7 separate regions of the Mus musculus genome follow, and all the other regions are linked to region 1. A link is a contact called in public ChIA-PET and promoter capture Hi-C data. All regions are on one chromosome and are shown on one strand. Each heading gives the region's core, a stretch centred on a gene start, on an enhancer-like site or on the middle of the called end of the contact. The rest is flanking DNA. Distances are from core to core; before and after follow the strand shown. Region 1 holds the start of Mpdu1 (mannose-P-dolichol utilization defect 1). Region 2 holds the start of Pfn1 (profilin 1). Region 3 holds the start of Psmb6 (proteasome (prosome, macropain) subunit, beta type 6). Region 4 holds the start of Ndel1 (nudE neurodevelopment protein 1 like 1). Region 5 holds the start of Rpl26 (ribosomal protein L26). Region 6 holds the start of Rnasek (ribonuclease, RNase K). Region 7 holds the start of Per1 (period circadian clock 1).

Region 1 (2,779 bases), core at 204-2,703:
GCCTTCCCGTGGCTGAGTCACCAAGAGACAGCTGGCAAGAAGGGACAAAAGTACCAGAGAGTGACCAAATGCCTTCATTGGTTCATCCCTCAATGTCCTGTGACTGCTGGTGAAGCTGCCAAAATTCCCTCCTCCCTCTGGGGCCAATGGCTGCCTAGTCCCTTACAGAATGAATCATTCCGACCTGACACCCTGTTGCTGACCCTCGGGGCGCAGCTAGGTACAACACAACTAAAATATGAGTAGGTGGCTGTATTAATTTATTTCAAAAGTGGTGACTGAACAATGAGATTCCATGTGCACTGTGGCCGGGGCTAGTTCACTGAGGAGCCCACTGGTGCAGCCGACTTCTATGAGGCTGTGCTACGAGGAACAACTTCAGGCCTCGCAAACACATCCCCGAGTACCAGAAGGAGAGGGAGCGGTGGCAATTGCAATCTGCCCTTGTCCAGATATAAAAAGGGATTTTTCAGACAGCCACCCACTGTACCAAAGTATAAATTCTACTGTTTATAGTAGGACATGGTTCAACGGATGGGAGCCAAGGATGGGTGCCTTTCCAATTTAACAGTCCCATGAGGTTACAGAAATTCTTGGACCAGAGCCCCCACACAGCAGAGGTACATGTGACATTATGCCCTGACCAGCAACTACATTCCCCTCACCCCCAAAAACAAGGAACTGAGAAACAGTTTAGGAATGCCCTACAGCCTGAACCAAGAGTAGGTGTCCTGGCAGTGTGGTGGAATGTAGATGGCTCTCTTCGCCTAACCCTAGGGGCCCTTTCCCAGACAAATACTGGAATTTTGCTCGCACCCTCTGGGTTCCCACCTAGACACAGCAGACTGAGGTCCCCTGTTGTGTCAGGGGTTGCTCTCCTGCAGCGGAGCTCGCCCCTTACGGATGGCTGTGAGCCACCATGTGGTTGCTGGGATTTGAACTCAGTACCTTTGGAAGAGCAATCGGCGCTCTTAACCGCTGAGCCATCTCACCAGCCCCACCGTCATCCTCTTAACATCTGGACAGAGGACGAAGCAGGGGACCAGAAAGAAGGCCCAGCTCGGAATGGCTCTTTTGCGGCTCTATTCCCTCTGGAGAAACCAAGAGGAAAGATAAAGAGAGCTGCAGTGCTTCTGCTAGCGCCATTTTGAAGACTCGAACTCTTTTCCCTTTCAACTTCAAACACTATCAAGTTGGCCGAGATTAGACAAGATGGCGTACATGCAGGGGGGACAGGGCGAGGGGGCAGCATGGACCTTGCTTTCAGAACAAGAGCGTAAACAAAAGTGAGGAAGTCCTAACAGCGCAGGCGCCAAACGCGGACACGCTTTAAAATTCGAACGTCAAGGCGCGCACAAAAGCCTGCCTGGGAAGGAGACCTGTGTCCCCTAGAGGAGGCGGGCGAGCATCACGGAGAGGGAAGAGCAGCCCTGGCCTCGGGGACAGCAGGGCGGGGTGTGCGCGGCGCGCATGCGCGGCGCGGATAAATGGCGGGGGTTGTCCCGCCTGGCGGAAGCTTAGCTTTCCAACATGGCGGGGGAGGCCGACGGGCCGTTCAAAGGGCTGCTGGTGCCAATTCTTTTACCTGAGAAATGTTACGACCAGCTCTTCGTGCAATGGGACTTGCTTCATGGTGAGTTTTATTTCAGCCTTCAAGGTCTAGCTGGAGCAGCCTTGAACCGTAAGTTGGCGTGACAGTGGCGATTAATGTCACCGCGAAGCTGGGCAGAAGGCGGTTCTGACGAGGGCGGAAGTGTTTGGGGCCCTGCATAGGAAAAGTGCCATATTTGGGCATGAAGGGGTGTCTCCCGAAAAAAAGTTAAATTTGTGTTTTACAATCTCGGAAGTCTGTACCCAACCCTCATCCCTTTCTGGGCTGGGAGTCGAACTCAGGGCGGCATGTGCTACTCTGCTAACCAGGCTCTAGCCCCAGGCTGGAAAACTCGGAGCTTTTTTGTCGTACCCCCCCCCCCCCCCCCGACAGGGTATAGCTCTGGCTGACCTGGAACTCGCTCTGTAGACCAGGCTGGCCTCGAACTCAGAAATCCACCTGACTCTGTCTCCCAAATGCTGGGATTAAAGGTGTGTGCCACCAATCCTCGGCGGAAAACTCGTATTTTATAAAACAAAATTAAAACCCCAGCCAGGCATGTAGGCCTCCTTTCGCCCCAAGCACTCAACTGACAGAGGCTCACAAATTTTTTTTTTTATCCCCTCTCTCCAGCACCAGCTTCTGGAATTTACTATGTGGCACAGACTGCCCTTGAACTGGCAACAGTCCTCCTGCCTCAGTCACTAGAGTGTTGGGAGTATAGCACTTTTCCTTTCCTTTTTCTTTACAAAGGCCTTTGATAAGCCTTCTCCATCTCTCTATTCTAAGTGACTTTTGGCTTACAATAGTCAAGACGCCTTCCTGGGCCAAATGCCCACCAGGTCAAAGATTCAGTGGTAGAGAGATTGCCAGGATCAGGGTTTTGTAGGCAGCAGCTCAGCTCACTCGCTGCAATCTATTGAAAATCAGCCCTGGACACAGGGTTTGAAAGAAAAATGTTTTTTAAAAAAAATTAGAGAAATTGCCAGGAACTGTGGCCCACACCTTTAATCCCAGCCCTTGGGAGGGACCCAGAGGCGGGAGTTCAAGGACAGCCTAGGCAACTGGATGAGTTCCAATACAACCAGGGCTGGCTACACAGAGCAGCCTTGTCTGGAAAAACCAAGATAAGAAGTAAATGATAGGGGCTGGAGAGATGGCTCAGTGGTTAAGAGCACTGACTGCTCT
Region 2 (2,779 bases), core at 72-2,571, 990 kb before region 1:
AGGGATGGCGGGCGCAGGCCGCCACGTGCCCCAGCGCGGCCCCGCCCGTGACTCAGCCACGCGGCTGTCGAAGAACCTCGGCTGGGGGGCGTGGGGAGCCAGAATTTGGGGATGAACGTCAGGGAACCCAACCCGGCTCCAAAAGGCAGCGAACCAAGTACTTCCACTGGGAGAGGCTGCACACCCTGGCGCCCCTCCTCCGAGGGACCGGAAGCGGCCGAGCCCCTCGGAGGCCAGGGTCCCGGGTGACTCCTTTACTCCCTCCAGCCTCAGTGGCCTGCCATTCGCCCCTAGACCTGCTCGGCGGCGAGTGAGCTGACCGCACATAAATACTTAGCAAAAGTTTTTCTGGAAAAGAAGAAAGCCCCAGTGCGTCCAAAGTAGAGGGGACTTTCCTCTTCTTATAAAAGTTGTCATCCTTGGTACTTTAGTATTCTTCCGCCTTGAAAAATGAGTCCCGTCGTGTCACCCGGGTGGCGCCCCTATTCAGTGACCTCTGTAGACAGGGTTCAGGCATGGGGCGAGGCTGAGCTGGAGCGGATCCAGCGAAGGGAATGATTCCTCGGGAATCTAGGGACGCGCTCGAATGAACCCAACGTGTGCGCTGTACATGGCAGACGGTTGGGACAGGTGCCCTGGTTGGAGAGACCTTTAGTACTGAAAATGACTAGAGTATTATATCGATTTCACTTTTGCTCCCTTATCGTTTAGATAAATGTGGAGAAGGCAGCAGGGCCCAACCCGGGGCGTCTGCCCGTCCCGACTGCTGGGGACGCGTCTTCCCTCCTCGGATGGTCCAAATGTGTCCCGCCAGGCGCGCGCTCACGCAGCCAAGCCGCTAGCCCCAACCGCCCCACGCGCTGGCTTCTCACTGCCCCGGCGCAGGCGCGGGCGCACGCGCCGCCGCCCGCCGTTCCTTCCCTCCCGCGGAGGTGGGGGTTGGGGGGTGGAGGAATGATTCGGTTTAACCCTGGGTTCCCCGAACCCACTTCAACTTGCTCAACCTTACTAATTTTCTTTTTTTTTTTTTTTTCTTTTTCTTTCCCTGCTTCCTCTGGCTTCCTCCTTCTATAGCCAAGTGGTATTCAGGATGAATCGGAGCGAGCCCTAACCTTAACCTCTCCTGCCACCACCACTCTATATAGCCTTTGGCGTGGCTTTCCATCGAACTCGGCAAATTTTGCAAAGTGGGGGGAGGGTTTTTTAAAAATTGCATTTGCAAAAGTTCGCTATCTGGCCCGGCGGGGGGGGGGGGAGGATGGAGGGAGGGAATGGGGCGCAGGCCCCGCCCCGCCGCCCTTTGCAAATAAAAATCTAGAGGGGGGGGGGAGGAGCAGGAAGTGGCGGTGCGAGGGCTGCTGCACAGCTAACAGAGCCGCGTTCCGGACGGCAGCGCGTGCCCCGAGCTCTCTGCCTTCCCCCGCCCGCCAGCCCGAGCCCGAGCCCGCGATCCCAGCAACAGCCCGCAGAGCAGCCCCAGCAGCAGCGCCATGGCCGGGTGGAACGCCTACATCGACAGCCTTATGGCGGACGGGACCTGTCAGGACGCGGCCATCGTAGGCTACAAGGACTCGCCCTCCGTCTGGGCCGCCGTCCCCGGGAAGACCTTCGTTAGCATTACGGTACTGCGAGGCTCGTGCGGTCCCGAGCAGTGACCGGCCTTAGACCCTCTGGGGGACTGGGGTGGGGGCGGGCGCAGGCGAGCGAGGGCAGCGGGAGGCCGTGATCCGGTCCTCTCCCATCGGCGGGGCGAATGGCGGCTGCGTGAGACTGGCTCCCTCTGTGGTTCCCCGGGCTCTACGCCCCTCGGCGGCGGCGCCCATCTCGCCCGCCGCCCCGCTTTCTGCGACCGGGCGTTACATCCGGGGCCCAGGGCGGGGAGGGGCGCGGCGGCCGGTGCGGCGGCCCACTTCCGCCTCCTCCAGGGCGGGGCGGGCACGCGCTGCAGTTTTAGCCCGGGATTATGATTGATAAGGGGCTCCGGAGCCTGGACTCCCCTTCGGGCCGAATGCTCGCTCTCCCTCCACCATTGTTCCCCCTGACGCTGATGGGAGCGCCAGGCGCGTGGCCTTGGGCCCGGGCCGGACCTCGGTAGCCACCCTGCCCCTCCCAGCTCCGTTAGAGAGGGCGAGGCCGCCACACACACACACACCCCCCAAGTCGGCACGTTAGCCTCAACATTCCTGGGAGGCCGATTCCGGAAGTCCCCTCGCCCTCCCTTCCCGCCATCCGCCCGGGCCCGGCGTAGGGGAACTTTGTGAGAAGTTCTGAGACGGTAAAAGTGAAGGAATAAGGTTGCTGCTGTCCCTACCACCACCTTCCCTGACCACACTGCCCGGAAGTGGGGAGGGGGAGCGGAAGTTCGAATGGGGGGAGGGGATTTCCGGGCGGGAGGGTACCGGATATAGGGGTTTGGGGGTTTAAGGGGGAGAAGGAGAAAGGTTCTCTGGGATGTCTAGACTCACACACAGACTAGTCTCCTGCCCTAATAAACTTTTTGAACTTAATTAGAGAGCCCCCGGGGTCAGCTTCCTTATCTTGGGGCATAGCTACCTGGACCCAAACTCCAGGTTACCCGGAGACCCAGGCGTCCGGGCTCCTAACAACGCCTGCAGAACCTTTGACCAAATAAGGACAAAGTTACTTCTCCTCCCTTCCTACCCCCTCCCTTCCCCTCTTTGCTTCTGCTTTTCCTGAAGGGCTGTTCTGAGCATCCAAAGGCTCCCCCTCGATCATTGATCGATTTCTGGTACCCAGCATTTGCTTTCCCTATTAAGCA
Region 3 (2,779 bases), core at 176-2,675, 860 kb before region 1:
CATAAGGATACATGCATACAGGACGGACAGACAGACAGACAAACAAAATGGCCGAAGGGGTGGAGCATCAGAGGTGTGACTCCAGTACTCTGGTGAGGAGGGCCTGACCTGCCCTCCTTCTTGAGGGTCCCAGCCTGCAATGATGATTCCTGCCATCAGATCTTCTCTGTACCGGTAACACATCTCCTTAAAGAGACTGGCGGCTGTGTGGACTAGTGGAGGCTCGTTCAGTTCAATACTAGAAGGTGGGGTTGGAAGATCACAAACAAAGCAATATCAGGATCTGGAGTCAGGCCTTTTAGTGCCTTATGTTCCAGAGCCTTCAGGGTCGTTGTTCCTCCCCTGCCCACAAGTACCTGTGGAAACCAAGCTGGTAAGTGACAGCGTCTGCCACTGCTTGGGTATCAGCGGCTGAGCCTGAGCGGCAGCAGAAGATGTGATCGTGGATAGGGGTCAGCTTGTCAGTCACTCGATTGGCGATGTAGGACCTGCAGGATGGCGGAAACAGTGAGAAGGAGCCCACTTGCCTCCCTCCTCCACCACATCACCGTCTACTCCCTGCAGCTCCAGGGATACAAATACTGCTACCACCTACTAGTCCTCATGGAAAATGAAGCCGGATGAATGGAGAACAGACCTTTACTGGTAGTTCACCAAAGGGTGAGGGGGCCTGGAAACCACAGAATTAGGAACAAGTCCTTATTATCTCCAGGTAGTGGAGAAACTTCTCTTGCCACAGTGGTCTGAGGAGGGTAAGGATGGGCTGACAGGCAGGAATGGTATATGTTTGGAGTAGGGGAAACGGGAAGACTTTCTGTTTTGAGCTCACCCAGTGGTTGTCCTGGAGTCCGCTCCTAGAACCACGCCCCCATTAAACTGCACAGCCATGATCGTGGTCTGGGAAGAATAGTGTAAAAAAGGTAACTCTTTTAGCCTTACCGCATTCTCGAGTATATACCGACCTCAATAATTCTTCACCCGGATTTTATAATGCAAAATTCGTGCTCCGCGAACCTATTATCAAATCTTAAGGGGGCTCAACACGTCAGAGAATATAAAAACTACAATCTCCAAACCCCAGGATTCAGACTCTTATGCTTCAGCCTACTGTTCACCTCTCATCACGAAAGGTATCACCCCACGCCAGCATTCAAGGAATCCCTCTCCCTCTCGCAGAACACAGCGCTCCCCCCCCCCCAACCCACTCAGTCAAACCCACTCGGGCTTCATGTTTTTCCTCCCGTCAGGCCTAGTACATGTCTTCCGAACTCTGGCTCTTTCCTCACCCCTGTGGAGACTTCCCGGTTTTCCCAGTCTGGGGTGAGAGCCTCCGGCCCAAAGGCCGGTGCAGACCCCGCTCGACGAACAGCTAAGGCGGCCGCCATCTTCCTCTGCTACTCTGCCACAAAGCAACCGTCGTAAAGCGCTCCGTCACTCTCTTTAGTCCGCCTCTGTGGCCTTCTGGGAGCGAAGCTGCTTGACGGCAGAAGGGAAAAGACAGAGGTAGGAACTCGTCGTTAGAGTCAGTGGGCACTTTACGGCAGTGTGTCAAATTACCAAAAAAAAAAAAAAAAAGAGGCGGGTCTAGGAAGGGGGGAAAAGGGCGGAGCCTCTTCTCAAAGATTTGCCTCACCAGAGGCTTGTGGCTCCCGGAGGCAAAGGATACTTGGAAATGAAGCCTAATTTACATTATAAGGTTTTAGGTGTGTGTGTGTGTGTGTGGGGGGGGTCGTTTGTTTGTTTTGGTAACTTGATTGTATAGTCTGAAGTATGTGGGTTTTGTAAATAACAACGTTGTGTCGCAATGTTAACAGGTTGGATACACTATAACCTGATTGGTGTCCTAGTTCAAAGAACCCACAAGATAAGAGTACAAACTGGAATGGTCAGGTCGTGTTTTCAATAGTCCGGGGTACCTACTTCCCGGGTCCCACAAGAACTTTTGAAGAAGCTACAATTGTTTTTTGGGAGCATCTATACCCCTTGACAATCACCCCTGCCATATCTGAGGGTTTCCACCGTTACACATTCTCACCTATGTATTATATTTTTAATACATTTTAAATCGTGCCATTCGAGCTGAGACGAAAAGATGGACCATCTAGAAACTGCCATATCCGGGGATCCATCCCATAATCCGCTTCCAAACGCTGACACCATTGCATACACTAGCAAGATTTTGCTAAAAGGACCCAGATATGGCTGTCTCTTGTGAAACTATGCCGGGGCCTGGCAAACACAGAAGTGGATGCTCACAGTCAGCTATTGGATGGATCACAGGGCCCCCAATGGAGGAGCTAGGGAAGGTACTCAAGGAGCTGAAGGGATCTGCAATCCTATAGGTAGAACAACAATATGAACTAACCAATACCCCCCCTGGAGCTCGTGTCTCTAGCTGCATATGAATCAGAAGATAGCCTAGTCGGCCATCAGTGGAAAGAGAGGCCCATTGGTCGTGCAAACTTTATATGCCTCAGTACAGGGGAACGCCAGGGCCAAGAAGTGGGAGTGGGTGGGTAGGGGAGTGGGTGGGGGAGCGTGTGTGGGACTTTTGGGATAGCACTGGAAATGTAATTGAAATAAATACCCAATAAAAAAATATGGAAAAAAAAAGAGTCATTACAATGAAGAAATCATTTCTTGTCTAATGAATTATGTAGGTTGGTTCTTTATATAAATACTTGGGCCAACTCAATTCTTGTATACTAAAATTCTTGATTTTATAATTAAATATGGTTTGTAGAATAAAAAAAAATCGTGCCATTCTAGTGCATGTGGA
Region 4 (2,779 bases), core at 99-2,598, 810 kb after region 1:
ATTCCAGCCTCTGGGCCAACGAAGATCAGAGCAGGGCCTTTGGCTTCTGAGGGCTCTGCCAAGCTAAGCCCATTCATTAAGAAGGGGATGATGCCAGTCCTAGGGGCAGAGCAAATGGGAGGGGCAGCAGCCTGGGAGATGATGTCACTGTTTTCTGAAGGGCCTGGCCAGCCATTAGGTGACTCAGTGTGTTTCTTAGCACCTCAGCCAGGAGGCAGGACAGAAGCTGTGGCCTTTTTATCTTTTCCTGTTTGGGTGGGACGGTTCCTGTCTTGGCACCGGGTCTATAGGAAAGCCTTCATTAATCACTTCTCTGCCTTAAGTCTGATTAGATTGAGCAGAGTTTCAGGTAGGGAAGCCAGACTGAGTTTCAAAGCTGTTCCAGGCCACTGGCCTGTAAAGCAGACCTTTTTTTTTTTTTTTTTTGAGTCTTATGTTACAATATAGATCTAATGATTCCAGCTTCAAATGTTGTTGATGGTTAACAGTAGTGTATGGAAGGCACTTTAGCCCCACGGTCTAGCCTATGTTTCCCTTCTTGTCAGCGTAGTAGTGGATAACAGTGTAGCTTCTGAGTTTGAATTTGCGCTGTAGGTGAGTGACCTTGGGGAACTTCATCTTGCTATTTCTTACTTGTAAATGAGAGTGACGTGGGGTTACTGTGACAAAGCAATGCACCCCAGTGACTGGTACAACTACGGGCGCGACAAACCGCACAGTGAACTCATAATCTCTTTTTAAAAACCCTATATCCTTCATAGTGTAGTTCAAGACGCTCTAGACCCCAGTAATCTTCCTCTGCTCATCAGTTTGGGTTCTCCTTAAAAATCCATCTCGCACCGTTTTTTGTTTATATTGACCTTTCCCAACCGTATACGTGGGCTCACCTTGTCTTTCTTAGGCTCAGCATATGTCTTATGCTATGTTGTTTTGTCTTCAAACTTCAAAACCAATCCCAACAGCACTGAAATAACAATTACATTGAGCATGAGACAGCTAAAGTTCCTATAGTTGTTCCCCAAATGCCTTTTTTAAATTTAAGTTTCTAGTTCCAGGACAGTTGTGTATTTCTCCTGTCTCCTTCGTGAGCTAGTACTCTATACTGGCTTTATACTGGCTTCCCATTTTAGCCTAGGGAACTACTCTCCTGCGCAGCACAGCTTCCGGAGACAGCACAGGGCTAAAAAACCCACCTCCTTCGGGGGTCCGGGGCGGCGCCTGCGCAGGACGCTGTCGCAGATCTCACGTCAGCGCGCAAAGCCTAGGTCGGCTCCACGTGACTCTGGCCTCCCACCGCTCCGCCCCGCACGCCAGCCTGCTTCTGCGCATGCTCTTGACTCCGCCCCCGTGCGTCACAGAATGGCCTCCGACACCCAGGGAGCCCCTGACGTGTCGGGGAGGAGCCCGGTGCGGGGATACGCGGAGTGGAGCTCAGGGCTGCGGAAGGGAGCAGAGCTGAGCGGCTGGGCGGGCCTGGCCAGGCCAGCGGAGCAGAGACGTCGGCCGAGCGGCGGCGAACATGCGCTTTTGACACATTGGCGGTGAGCTCCCGTGCGACGCAGCCTCTGGGGTTCGAGCCAGGCGGGCAGCGCCGAGGCCTGCCCCGGGGGAGCCTGCCTGACCGCCGCCGGGCTGGGGCTCAGCCCGCTGGGCCAGGCCGGGCTTGGGTTCTGGGGCGGCCCGTACCGAGACAACTGTTCCAACCGCTTTAACTGTCCCCTCCTTACTGGCGGAGGTGTGGCCCACCGGGGGCACCTGCGGGAGAGCGAGTCCCGGGCTTCCAGAGGAGGGACGGAGGCCGGGACGTGGCACCGGGGGCTGAGGCGCTGACGGCTCGAGGAGTGGCCCAGTTGGGGTGGCGGAGGCGCGCCCAGCTTCTCGCTCCACCCATCCTTGATTCCCTGGAGCTGCCGGGGTGGTTAGGAGCCGGGCAGGATCTTGATTTCCCAGCGCCCCAGATGCGGGAGGCGAGAGCAGGAGCAGCCCGCGTTGGCAGAGACTGGCAGTCTCGTGACTGCCTGCCCCGAACTGCTAATCATCCTCTTTGGAGTTGGGGAAAGTCTCACTAACCAACCGACCCCGGTTGCTTGGATTCGCTTCTTATTTTTCTCTGAGAAACGATGAGGTGACTAACACTTTTAAGTTTAAGGCGAGTGAGGGTCCTTTTCATTACCCGGGCCCATTCCTGTAGCGTTTGTAAACATTTTAGAACATTTGCTGTTTGTACTTGCGACGGATACTGTAAGTCACTTTTTGCTGGATGGGGAAATTGAACCTAGGTACAGGAGGTTGGGGCAACTGAGTGATTTTTATTTGGGTTCCACTAACTGGTGAGAAGTTTAGCTTGGGTTACAATTTACCTTTCTAAGCTCAGGGTTCTGGTTTCTGTTTTCATGAGATTTTTTTTTTTTAACTTCTTCAGCCGGAAAGAGGACTGAACATTGGACTTGTTAAAGATAATACCAGAAGTTACTAGATGACTTATTTATTTTCGAGTAAATTGACCAAAAAAACCAAAAAAACCCCAAACCAAACAACAACAACAAACAAAAAACCCCCAAAAGCTCAGTTACTAGAAAAATCTTATCCTGAAGCTTGCTCATGAGTGGCTGGTTGTTAGTCTGAAAATTATGTTGCTTTCACTGCACTTAAGAGGTAGGGTAATGTCTGCCAAATCAGAAAGCTGAGAGGGCAAAGCTCATCATTAAGTTAAGGAGTCAAAAGAGACCAAAGGACACCCAGTTGGGGGTATCTCTTCTGAATTGTTGTTAAAATCTTA
Region 5 (2,779 bases), core at 136-2,635, 760 kb after region 1:
ACCAGGCCAATCACCTATAGCAAAGAAAGGCTTTCTAAATAACAGACAAATCAAGACTGTTGCCATCCTATAGCTGTTTTCAACCCATGTCGATCCTCCCAAAGAAGTGTTTCATTTTATTAAGTATTCTTAAAAAGTGTTAAGATGTGCCAGTCTCGAAGTGCACACCCTTTATCCTAGGGCTCTATCTTATCTCTTTTCCAGGTCAGCCAAGGGCTACCTACACAAAGAAACCCACCCTGCGTTCTTTTAAAGACTTCCAGAACTTACCAATCACTAGCTATAAATTACAGCTACAGATAATCTCTCCCCAATAGAGCTAATAGAACCCCACACAAAGACATTAGCAAACCGCTGAGGCAGGACCAAAAAGCACACTGCTTTCCAGTTCTTTTGATGCAAAGCAACCCTTTCATACATCAAATGCAGGTTTTCTCACCCCCCCCCGCGCCCCCCAAATAATCGTAAAATTCCATTCAGCTTCGCCTCGCCAAGCAAGGACACATACCTGAACTTCGTCATCCTTCCGAATGGGCATAGACCGAACGTTATACTTCTGTCTCAGCTCTTTGGAAAGAGGGGAAGACATGATCTTCCTCCGAATGTGAGAGGGCGCATTGAAATGCCGTTTGCGGTTCTTGCTTCGGTCAGAAGTCACGAAGGGATTGAACTTCATTTTGGCTTAAAAACAAACAAAAAAAACAAAAACAAAAACCAGAAGACCCTTTAACGTTTCAAGTCTCAACCAGTTCCCTAAACAGCATCAACTCCACTCTGAAAGCACACAACGTTCACTGGAAGGTATCATGCTCGGTTACTCCAGACCTTCCCATCTGAGGGTTTTTTCGTCTTTAAAGACTGAAAACAAGATGAAGACTCTGCCATTAGTAACACCTATCCTACTTTTAAACTTGACTTTCCAACTTCAGCATCCCGGGAGGGTCCTACACAGCGTCGGTCTTTACCTTCTCATTTACCGCTTCTGGTGCTCTGCATTTTGCCCCCCACTTGAGCATGGAAGCAAGGGCGGATCTCCAAGCCCTCCCAACTGGCGAGAGGGCAACCGCACGGCTGACCCGGGGCTTATGATTATTTAACTCCATCTCCATGGGCCCCGCCGGCCTTCGAGTCCACGAACCTGGTCCCCTTAACCCTCTCCAGCCCCGCGGGCCCTGGCTAGGAAAGACACGGACCGAGCCCGCCCCAGTTCGGCTCCCTGGCTGATGCCGGGCCAGCAAGGCCGTCTCGGGGCCTCGGGACAGAAAAGCCTCCTCGCCTCGCCGCGGATGGCTGCGGATTACCAGCGACAACCCGCCGAGAACTCACCGGCTGCGATCCACCGATGGCCGCAAAAGGAAAGAGAACTACACGCGACTTCCGGTTCTGTAAGTTGCCGCGAGATCTCGCGAGAGTCTCGGAGCGAAAGGGGAGAGGAGGTTGGGAGAAAAGAAGAAACTAGGAATGGGAGTTTAGCGACATCTAGCGGCTCGGAGGGGGACTGCGAGGGGTCCTGACGTCATCCCTCGGAGGTGTGCGTGGTAGGCTTAGTCCTCTGGGGAAGGCAGTGCTCCTGGGATGAAGAGGGTTGCTTAGGGACGGTAGGCCGGCGTGAGAGGACCTGGGGGACCTCACCCTTTCATTCCTGGGCTCCGGGCGAAGCGCAAGACCTACTTTTAGGCGCCGAGTGGCTCTGGGACCTTGGCCAGACGGTTACCTCGGTGACTTGACCCATAGGAGTTAGTTCTTATAATTAGCCCCAGCCGGCCGCCCCCACATCTGGGTAGACTACTCTGGGTCCTTCTGCGAAATTGAGACCATCCCTCACCTGGACGGAAATAGGTCTTGGCCCCCTGATGATGCCAAGTTGCCGGTTCAAATCACACTTAAACAAACAGACCCGAGGCCAGATCCCCCGGAGCTCCCGGGGACTGGACCACCAACAAAAGATTACAGGCTCCGGTCACAAACGGGGCAGAGGATGACCTTGTTGGACATTAGTGAGAGGGGCGGCCCTTGGGCCTGAGGGTGTTCCATGCCCCAGTGTAGGGGAATGCCAGGGCGGGAAGACGGGAGTGGGTGGATGGGTGGGGGAGGTAAGGACAGAGGGGATGGGATAGGGGAGTTCCGAAGGGGAGACCTGGAAAGGGGAAAACATTTGAAATGTAAATAAAGAAAATATCCAATTTAAAAAAAAAAAAAAGGAAAAGCCGGCATTGGTGGCGCCTGCCTTTAATCTCAGTACTTGGGAGGCGAGGCAGGCGGATATCTGAGTTCGAGGCCAGCCTGGTCTACAGAGTGAGTTCCAGGACAGCCAAGGCTACACAGAGAAACCCTGTCTCGAAAAACTGAAAACATGAAAAGAGAAAAAGAACGGAAGAAAGAAAGAACGGAAGAAAGAAAGAAAGAAAGAAAGAAAGAGAGAAAGAGAGAAAGAGAGAAAGAGAGAGAGAGAGAGAAAGAAAGAGAGAAAGAGAGAAAGAGAGAGAGAGAGAAAGAAAGAAAGAAAGAAAGAAAGGAAGAAAGAAAAGAAAGAGACACGGGGTGGGGGGACACTCTCATCGCAGACAGGTGTACCCTTTAAAACTATGACCTCAACCCCCTCCTGAGAGTTCTCGGTTCCAGATCTGATGGAGGTAGGTCAAGGGGATCCGATTCTCTGCAAATGGGTTCGGAGGCATCGGTTTCTGTAGATAATATAGCCGTCATGCTAACAGGAGGCACATACTGTCTTAAGATACAGGGAGCTTACGGAACACTAGGCAGGACACACTCTTCTATA
Region 6 (2,779 bases), core at 185-2,684, 580 kb before region 1:
AAAAAAAAATGGCACAAGATTCAAGTCCATGAGCGTGTTCCTGTTTGGTGCTGGGGGCTTGAGATTAAAATGCATTCTCTCAATTGTTCTGTGGCTGCCGTCATTAGGATGGGCACACCAATCTCAGTGCAAAATTCTTTTTCATCACTGGCCCTAAGCTGGAACCCCAGCCCTGGAGGGGAGGGAGAGCTCTCTAAACATCTCCAATTACCGCCAATACTTACTACAAATGTTTCTTACTAGTGGAGTTACCAAATTTCTCCGGTGGAGAGGAAGGCCTAGTCTTATTTTTACATTTATGGGGCTTTGAATGAGAATGGTCCCATAGGATCATGTAGGTGAATGCTTGCTCAACAGCAGTGGAACCCTTTGAAAGGATTGCAAGGGCTAGGAAGTGTGGCCTTGTTGGAGGAAGTGTGTCACTTTTTTGAGGTTTCAAACACCTATGACAGTCAGTCCTGCTCCCACCCCCCACCCCCAAATCAGGATCTAGTTCTCAGCTACTGCCCCAGACCATACTGTGTATGCTGCCACGCTCCCCCCACCATGAATAATGGAGTAAATTTCTGAAACTTTAAGCACGCCCCCAGCTAAATCCTTTGTTTTGTTAAGAGTTGCCGTGATCATGGCGTTTCCTGACAACACTGGAACAGTGGCCAAGTCACAGCTTGTGTCTTGTCTTACTCAAAGAAGCAGCAGGAATATTTCTGTTTATTTTCTCCTTTCTCCAGTACACTTAGCAAGGCCGCTTTCCTTCGTGCGTCCAATGAGTCTGCCTTTCCTAGTCCCTTATTTTTCCTGAATGTAGCATTTACAACGATACTGCATTTCAAGTGAAGCATTTGCAGGATCAAGAAGTCAACTATTTAAAAGCGTCCCTCAAAGCAGGATGCTTAGCCTCAGGAGGGGACTCTTCTATTTTCTTTTCAAAGTGTCAAAGCATCTTTCAAAAGGGAGACCTGGATAGAAGCGATAGGCCGGCACATCGAATCTCCAGGACTCGCTTACCGGTTTTCCCATCACAGAAGACCACCCAAGACTAAGAAGGTATGTAAGGATCCAGACGGCCCCAAGCTTCTTGTCCTGACATAACAATCCTAACACAATTCAACTCAATTGTGGACTCCTTCCTGACACCAGGTTACAGCTGGTTCCTGGTCATGTGATCCAACAAAGTAGGTCACGTGAGAAGCCTGCTCCTTCCATTCCAAGCCGGGGTAGGCGACAAGTGATAACACTCAGGCCCTAGCGTCTGCACCACTCAACACTTCTGCCACTCGGTTCAAGCAAGACTTGTAGAGTTTCTGCTTCTGTTTCCGACACCGTGTCTCCTCTCCCCAAGCTTGGCCCACCACGCGTCACAGCGTTATCTTCTGAAAGTCACCCCTCAGAGTGGTCGGCGCCCGAGGCCACGCCCCCCCCCCCCCCCCCCCGTCGCTCTGCGCCGCGCAAGTCCCCAAATCCAGCTCCTGTCCTAGCATTTCCAGGGTTCCCTCTCCCGGCTTCTGTGCTCCGCTCAGTCTCCAGCGATCCCTCCCTACCTCCGCCCTCCATGGCGTCGCTCCTGTGCTGTGGGCCTAAGCTGGCCGCCTGTGGCATCGTCCTCAGCGCCTGGGGAGTGATCATGTTGGTGAGGGGACTAACCCGCGAACGGGTCTGAGGGGTTCTGGGGTTGAAGGGCTGGGACACGAGGAACCGCAAGCCTTAGGAAGCAGCAGACTGATTAAGGGGCTGACTAAATAGCCGCTGGAAAACGAGACGGAACTCAGATCCAGACAACTGGGGAACTGGAGCGAAAGGGTGCTGGGGCAGGACCCTGGGAATGGGAGCCAGCTCGGGCAAATTTGCGGACTCCCCAAGGTAAACAAGAGCGAGGTCCCTGAGACTTGCGTGAGTTGAATGGAGGCGAGGGTGAAGTGTGCTTGCCCCCGAAAACGGTAGCTGAGGCCTTGCTTCCCCAGGGCCCTCAAGGCCGCCACTTCCAGAAATATGAAGTGTTTCATCTCCATCTGCTCCCATGATAATGACGCGCCTCGGAGAGCTGTTTGCCATATACCTCCCTATACCCAGTCACTCTTCCCAAGGTCCTACCTCACGCCCTGTTCCACATGGCTGAGTCCGAATCCAGATACAACCACCAGATACAACTAGCCCTTTCTAGTTCATCTCTGGCGCAAGTGTTGGGCCAACATTAGACAGGGGAGGAGCCTAGGGAGCGACCAAAGAAGTAAGGTAAGAATTTGACAACCTATCTATTCCTTACTCTTCCAGATAATGCTCGGGATATTTTTCAATGTCCATTCTGCTGTGTTAATTGAGGACGTTCCCTTCACAGAGAAAGATTTTGAGTAAGTGGTCGGGTACTTGGGCGAGTTGGGCGTGGATGAGGAGTAGCATGGTTTGGGTTTATGGGGAGGACACTTCTGAAGACTGGACATTTGTGGCCCTAGGTTGGGGACTTCAAGAAGAGGGCTGCTCTCTACAAAGTAGTTGGGTGGCAGCACGCAGGGTCCTAGTTTCAATCCCCAGCGCGAGAGACAGAGACACAGAAAGGCATGTACTTAGGAGCAGTCTTGCAAGCCACGTTTCCATGGCTACCCAAGCCCACCAGCTTAGATGTGGCCTCTTCCAATATTTTGCCTTCCTGCTCCTTGGTCTACCTCTGTAAAATGGTTACCATGATAGAATTCATTTGGTATGCTTCTTGGGAAGACTAATAGGAGTTAAAGTGCTTTAGCATGGTGTCTGATGCATAGAACTTGCATATTGGATGCTCTGA
Region 7 (2,779 bases), core at 77-2,576, 560 kb after region 1:
CCTGAACAATCGACTAGAACAGTAGCTGAGGGTCAAAGCTTGCAGGTTTCCTATGCCCAAATTCTCATCAGGTCCCCACCTGGTCTGGGACTCTGAGGCCTCGGAGCAGGGGGTGAGCTGATCGCCTCCTATATTTAGGCTTCCGGGCTAATTTTATCCGGGGGCGGTGCCACCCCCGCTGCACATGCGCGCCGATGTGCCTGGCCCCACCACGCGCTTCCGCCACAGCCGCGGTCGCCAGGGAAACCGACGTCAGCCGCTGAGCTCAGCGGTTGCTGGAGGGACCACAGGAGGGCAGGAACGACTCCTCCCCCAATCCCCATCTTCGTGGAAGTGGGAAACAGACCCAGTCCTATACTGGCCAACACACCCTCATACTGGCTAACAAGGTTCAGGGCAGCGGGGAGGAGAAGAACACCCACCATAACAAATTCCCAGGGCCCAAAGAGCCTAGGAGCCATGTGAAGAGTAACAAACTAGAGGAACTCCAGGAGCAAGTCCTAGCTTCCCCACTCGGCCTCTGCTCTTTGTGGAAACGCCCCCATCCTCGCTCTTGCCTCGAACATTATTCTGATCAAGACACTGCTTTTCTTTCTCAAGCCCCTGCCCACTCCCAAACACCAGGACTGGAGTTACCACTTGCCATAGGCAACGACTCAGGCATCTTCCTTCGTCCCTTACTTTTCTAGTTAACCCTACTACCACATAGATAGGGGACACACAACAACCAGCATATATAGTTTTTCCTCTACTCCCTGTCTAACCACACCCCCATCCCAAGTATTTTCTGAGCGCCAGGAGAAAAGGGAAGGAAGGCTGTGGCCAACAGCAAGAACTAGCGCTGAGAACAGGATGTTCCAGCCTGAAGCGGTTGACATCACGACCGGCACGAGGCCAGGAATTGGAGGGAGGAAGACAGGGAGCGCAGAAGCCTGAAGGGGGTCTTTGGGCTAGGGCAAACCCATGGACTCCCGAGTGTCGAGCAATGTGTAAAGGGGTCGTGTTCGCTAAAGGTCTCTTAGGTTCAGGATGGCTGCTCTGGAGGAGCAGAGGAGGAGATTAGGTGAACGAATAACAAACGCAGACAACCCGTGACGGGTTGAGTTGAACACCTAGGGCCCAGGGGCGGGGAAGGGTGGATAGTGACAGGAAAGGCAGATTATTGTTTTGCTCTCTGAGAGCTGAAAGCGACCCATCACGTTGGAAGTAGTGGCGGCCAAGCTCCGGGACAAAGACTAACCCTAGGATTGCAGCAGGGATCCCTACCTGGCCGTTCGAGCGCCCTCCATCCGCTTGCCGTTTCGGCCCGCAACCCAGAAGCTCCGCGAGGCTGGGAGGCGGGTTGCATAATGCCAGGCCCTGCCCCTCATTGGCCTTCTGCCCGAAGAGCCGCAGGCCCCGCCCCCGGTTGGCTAAGGATCTCTTCCTGGCATCTGATTGGCTACTGGCCCCCACTGAGGTCAGGGCTGTGTCACACACATCCCTGCACGTGGACTTGGGTGCTGGTGCTGGGCTGAAGGGCCTCAGACACCGCTCAGTCAGCCAATGCGATCAGGATGTCTCACACCGTCAATAATGAAAGGGAAGTGAGGGAGGGAAACTACCCCTTTTCAGGGAGGATACCTGGGCCACAGGAAGTGCTCAAGAGAAACCTACTTCCTAAACTGACCAGCTTGGCAGAACAAGACACCTGTCCTGGTGCCGGGTGAATGAAATGTCTGCTACCCAAGGGAAGTGGGAGAGAGAAAAACCTAGACTGACATTCCCTGGCCTCTCCCCAGCCTTGTTATAAAGAATCCAACCCTTTCCTCTGACCCTTCAGATCCTGAGAGAAGGGCAATTGAGGGCCCACGTGTCGTTAAGGGGTGAGTGGGTGATGGAAGGATACGGACAAACGGAAAGGACAGGGAAAGCCAATGGCTACTGTGAAAGGAAACAAAAGCAGGTGCTTCACTAGCCAATCAGAGAAAAGGTCTCCAGGAAGCCTACTTGGTGACTAGTGCTGCCTCTGCAGAGGATGCAGCCACCCACATTTAGGGCTGCCCCAAAAGTGGGGACCAGGAAGCCAGTACTACAAAAGGGGCAGCAGAGAGGGCAGTTGCAGCAGTAGGCAGAAAAAGGATGGGTGGCTGGGTGGCAAGGGCTTTTTATTGGGCTTTTTATTCCTGCTGCTTAGAATACAAAAGCCAAGGTTCATGAACCCAGCAGCAAGCCCATCTGTCTCATTTACTGTATTCTCAGCAGTAAGGTAAGTACGTCTCAGCGTCAGGACTGACAGTAGATGCTCGGTAAACAGGATGGCTCTGTTTCTATTAAGGATAGGTAGGGGAGAGAGAGCCTCAGGAGAGGAGGCAACAAATTATGTTTTCAAAAGAAAAGTAGAGCATTGATTCATAAAAAGAGAATAGAGACTCGATTTTGGGGAGGGGGGGACAACATGCCAGTCTGGGTCCAGGAGAGCTACAGTGACAGAGTCCCCTTCCCTAGGCCTGGGCTGAGTAGTTCTCAGGCTTCCCTGCAAACGTAGGTGGCAAGTGAAGAGGCCAACACGCAGCGGCTGACATAATCAGCTGTTAAGTGCACGCCCCTCACTGTCACGTGGCTAAAGCTTTCCTTAACAATGGTGTTTCCCTTAGAGGAGGCGGGCGAGACAAGGTTCTATAGAAATGCTGGGACACAGACCTGTTATAAAATAACCCAGAAAAACAGAAGCAGGGAAACACAGAAAACAAAAGACACGGGAGGCTGAGTGCTCAGCTTCCTCCTCCTGAAAATGATG

The links. Promoter capture Hi-C pulls out the DNA fragments that hold promoters and counts their contacts. ChIA-PET counts read pairs in DNA pulled down with a chosen protein or histone mark.
Region 2: a contact with region 1 is called in a promoter capture Hi-C map of liver, with 3 times the contacts expected there. The contact joins the promoter of Pfn1 here to the promoter of Mpdu1 in region 1. A contact is called at or near these places in 8 of 39 promoter capture datasets (the 3T3-L1 cell line, the C10 cell line, cranial neural crest and 4 more), 7 of 484 Hi-C or Micro-C datasets (CD4 T cells, CD8 T cells, Th1 cells and 3 more), 5 of 115 datasets of contacts at active chromatin or transcription factors (Th17 cells, large pre-B cells, memory CD8 T cells and 2 more) and 1 of 9 other capture datasets (liver).
Region 3: a contact with region 1 is called in an RNA polymerase II ChIA-PET map of memory CD8 T cells, with 7 read pairs. The contact joins the promoter of Psmb6 here to the promoter of Mpdu1 in region 1. A contact is called at or near these places in 1 of 115 datasets of contacts at active chromatin or transcription factors (memory CD8 T cells) and 2 of 9 other capture datasets (liver and pancreatic islet).
Region 4: an RNA polymerase II ChIA-PET map of memory CD8 T cells shows a contact between it and region 1, with 24 read pairs. The contact joins the promoter of Ndel1 here to the promoter of Mpdu1 in region 1. A contact is called at or near these places in 1 of 39 promoter capture datasets (pre-B cells) and 1 of 115 datasets of contacts at active chromatin or transcription factors (memory CD8 T cells).
Region 5: a contact with region 1 is called in an RNA polymerase II ChIA-PET map of memory CD8 T cells, with 10 read pairs. The contact joins the promoter of Rpl26 here to the promoter of Mpdu1 in region 1. A contact is called at or near these places in 1 of 39 promoter capture datasets (cranial neural crest) and 1 of 115 datasets of contacts at active chromatin or transcription factors (memory CD8 T cells).
Region 6: an RNA polymerase II ChIA-PET map of memory CD8 T cells shows a contact between it and region 1, with 68 read pairs. The contact joins the promoter of Rnasek here to the promoter of Mpdu1 in region 1. A contact is called at or near these places in 6 of 39 promoter capture datasets (the C10 cell line, erythroid cells, fetal liver and 2 more), 2 of 484 Hi-C or Micro-C datasets (cerebral cortex and pre-B cells) and 1 of 115 datasets of contacts at active chromatin or transcription factors (memory CD8 T cells).
Region 7: an RNA polymerase II ChIA-PET map of memory CD8 T cells shows a contact between it and region 1, with 186 read pairs. The contact joins the promoter of Per1 here to the promoter of Mpdu1 in region 1. A contact is called at or near these places in 19 of 39 promoter capture datasets (the 3T3-L1 cell line, 3T3-L1-derived adipocytes, the C10 cell line and 13 more), 7 of 484 Hi-C or Micro-C datasets (B cells, CD4 T cells, CD8 T cells and 4 more), 13 of 115 datasets of contacts at active chromatin or transcription factors (the NIH/3T3 cell line, Th17 cells, bone marrow-derived macrophages and 9 more) and 4 of 9 other capture datasets (adipose tissue, embryonic stem cells, liver and 1 more).

Annotation. Positions count from the first base shown.
Region 1 is chr11:69,661,323-69,664,101 of GRCm38.p6, reverse strand. Mpdu1 (mannose-P-dolichol utilization defect 1) reads left to right here and starts at 1,453. Exons shown (of 7, transcript NM_011900.4): 1 at 1,453-1,633. The coding sequence starts at 1,531. Mir1934 (microRNA 1934) reads right to left here and starts at 1,059; the gene lies at 977-1,059.
Region 2 is chr11:70,653,192-70,655,970 of GRCm38.p6, reverse strand. Pfn1 (profilin 1) reads left to right here and starts at 1,321. Exons shown (of 3, transcript NM_011072.4): 1 at 1,321-1,622. The coding sequence starts at 1,491. It also overlaps a transcript of Eno3 not described here.
Region 3 is chr11:70,524,003-70,526,781 of GRCm38.p6, reverse strand. It overlaps Psmb6 (proteasome (prosome, macropain) subunit, beta type 6), which reads right to left and starts at 1,425. Exons shown (of 6, transcript NM_008946.4): 1 at 1,287-1,425; 2 at 830-897; 3 at 357-488; 4 at 109-238. The coding sequence starts at 1,385.
Region 4 is chr11:68,851,704-68,854,482 of GRCm38.p6, reverse strand. It overlaps Ndel1 (nudE neurodevelopment protein 1 like 1), which reads left to right and starts at 1,348. Exons shown (of 9, transcript NM_023668.3): 1 at 1,348-1,541.
Region 5 is chr11:68,900,172-68,902,950 of GRCm38.p6, reverse strand. Rpl26 (ribosomal protein L26) reads right to left here and starts at 1,385. Exons shown (of 4, transcript NM_009080.2): 1 at 1,327-1,385; 2 at 509-681. The coding sequence starts at 676.
Region 6 is chr11:70,238,507-70,241,285 of GRCm38.p6, reverse strand. It overlaps Rnasek (ribonuclease, RNase K), which reads left to right and starts at 1,434. Exons shown (of 3, transcript NM_173742.3): 1 at 1,434-1,630; 2 at 2,272-2,348. The coding sequence starts at 1,553. It overlaps Gm40191 (a long non-coding RNA gene), which reads right to left and starts at 2,275. Exons shown (of 3, transcript XR_879979.3): 1 at 2,092-2,275.
Region 7 is chr11:69,097,496-69,100,274 of GRCm38.p6, reverse strand. It overlaps Per1 (period circadian clock 1), which reads right to left and starts at 1,326. Exons shown (of 23, transcript NM_011065.5): 1 at 1,267-1,326.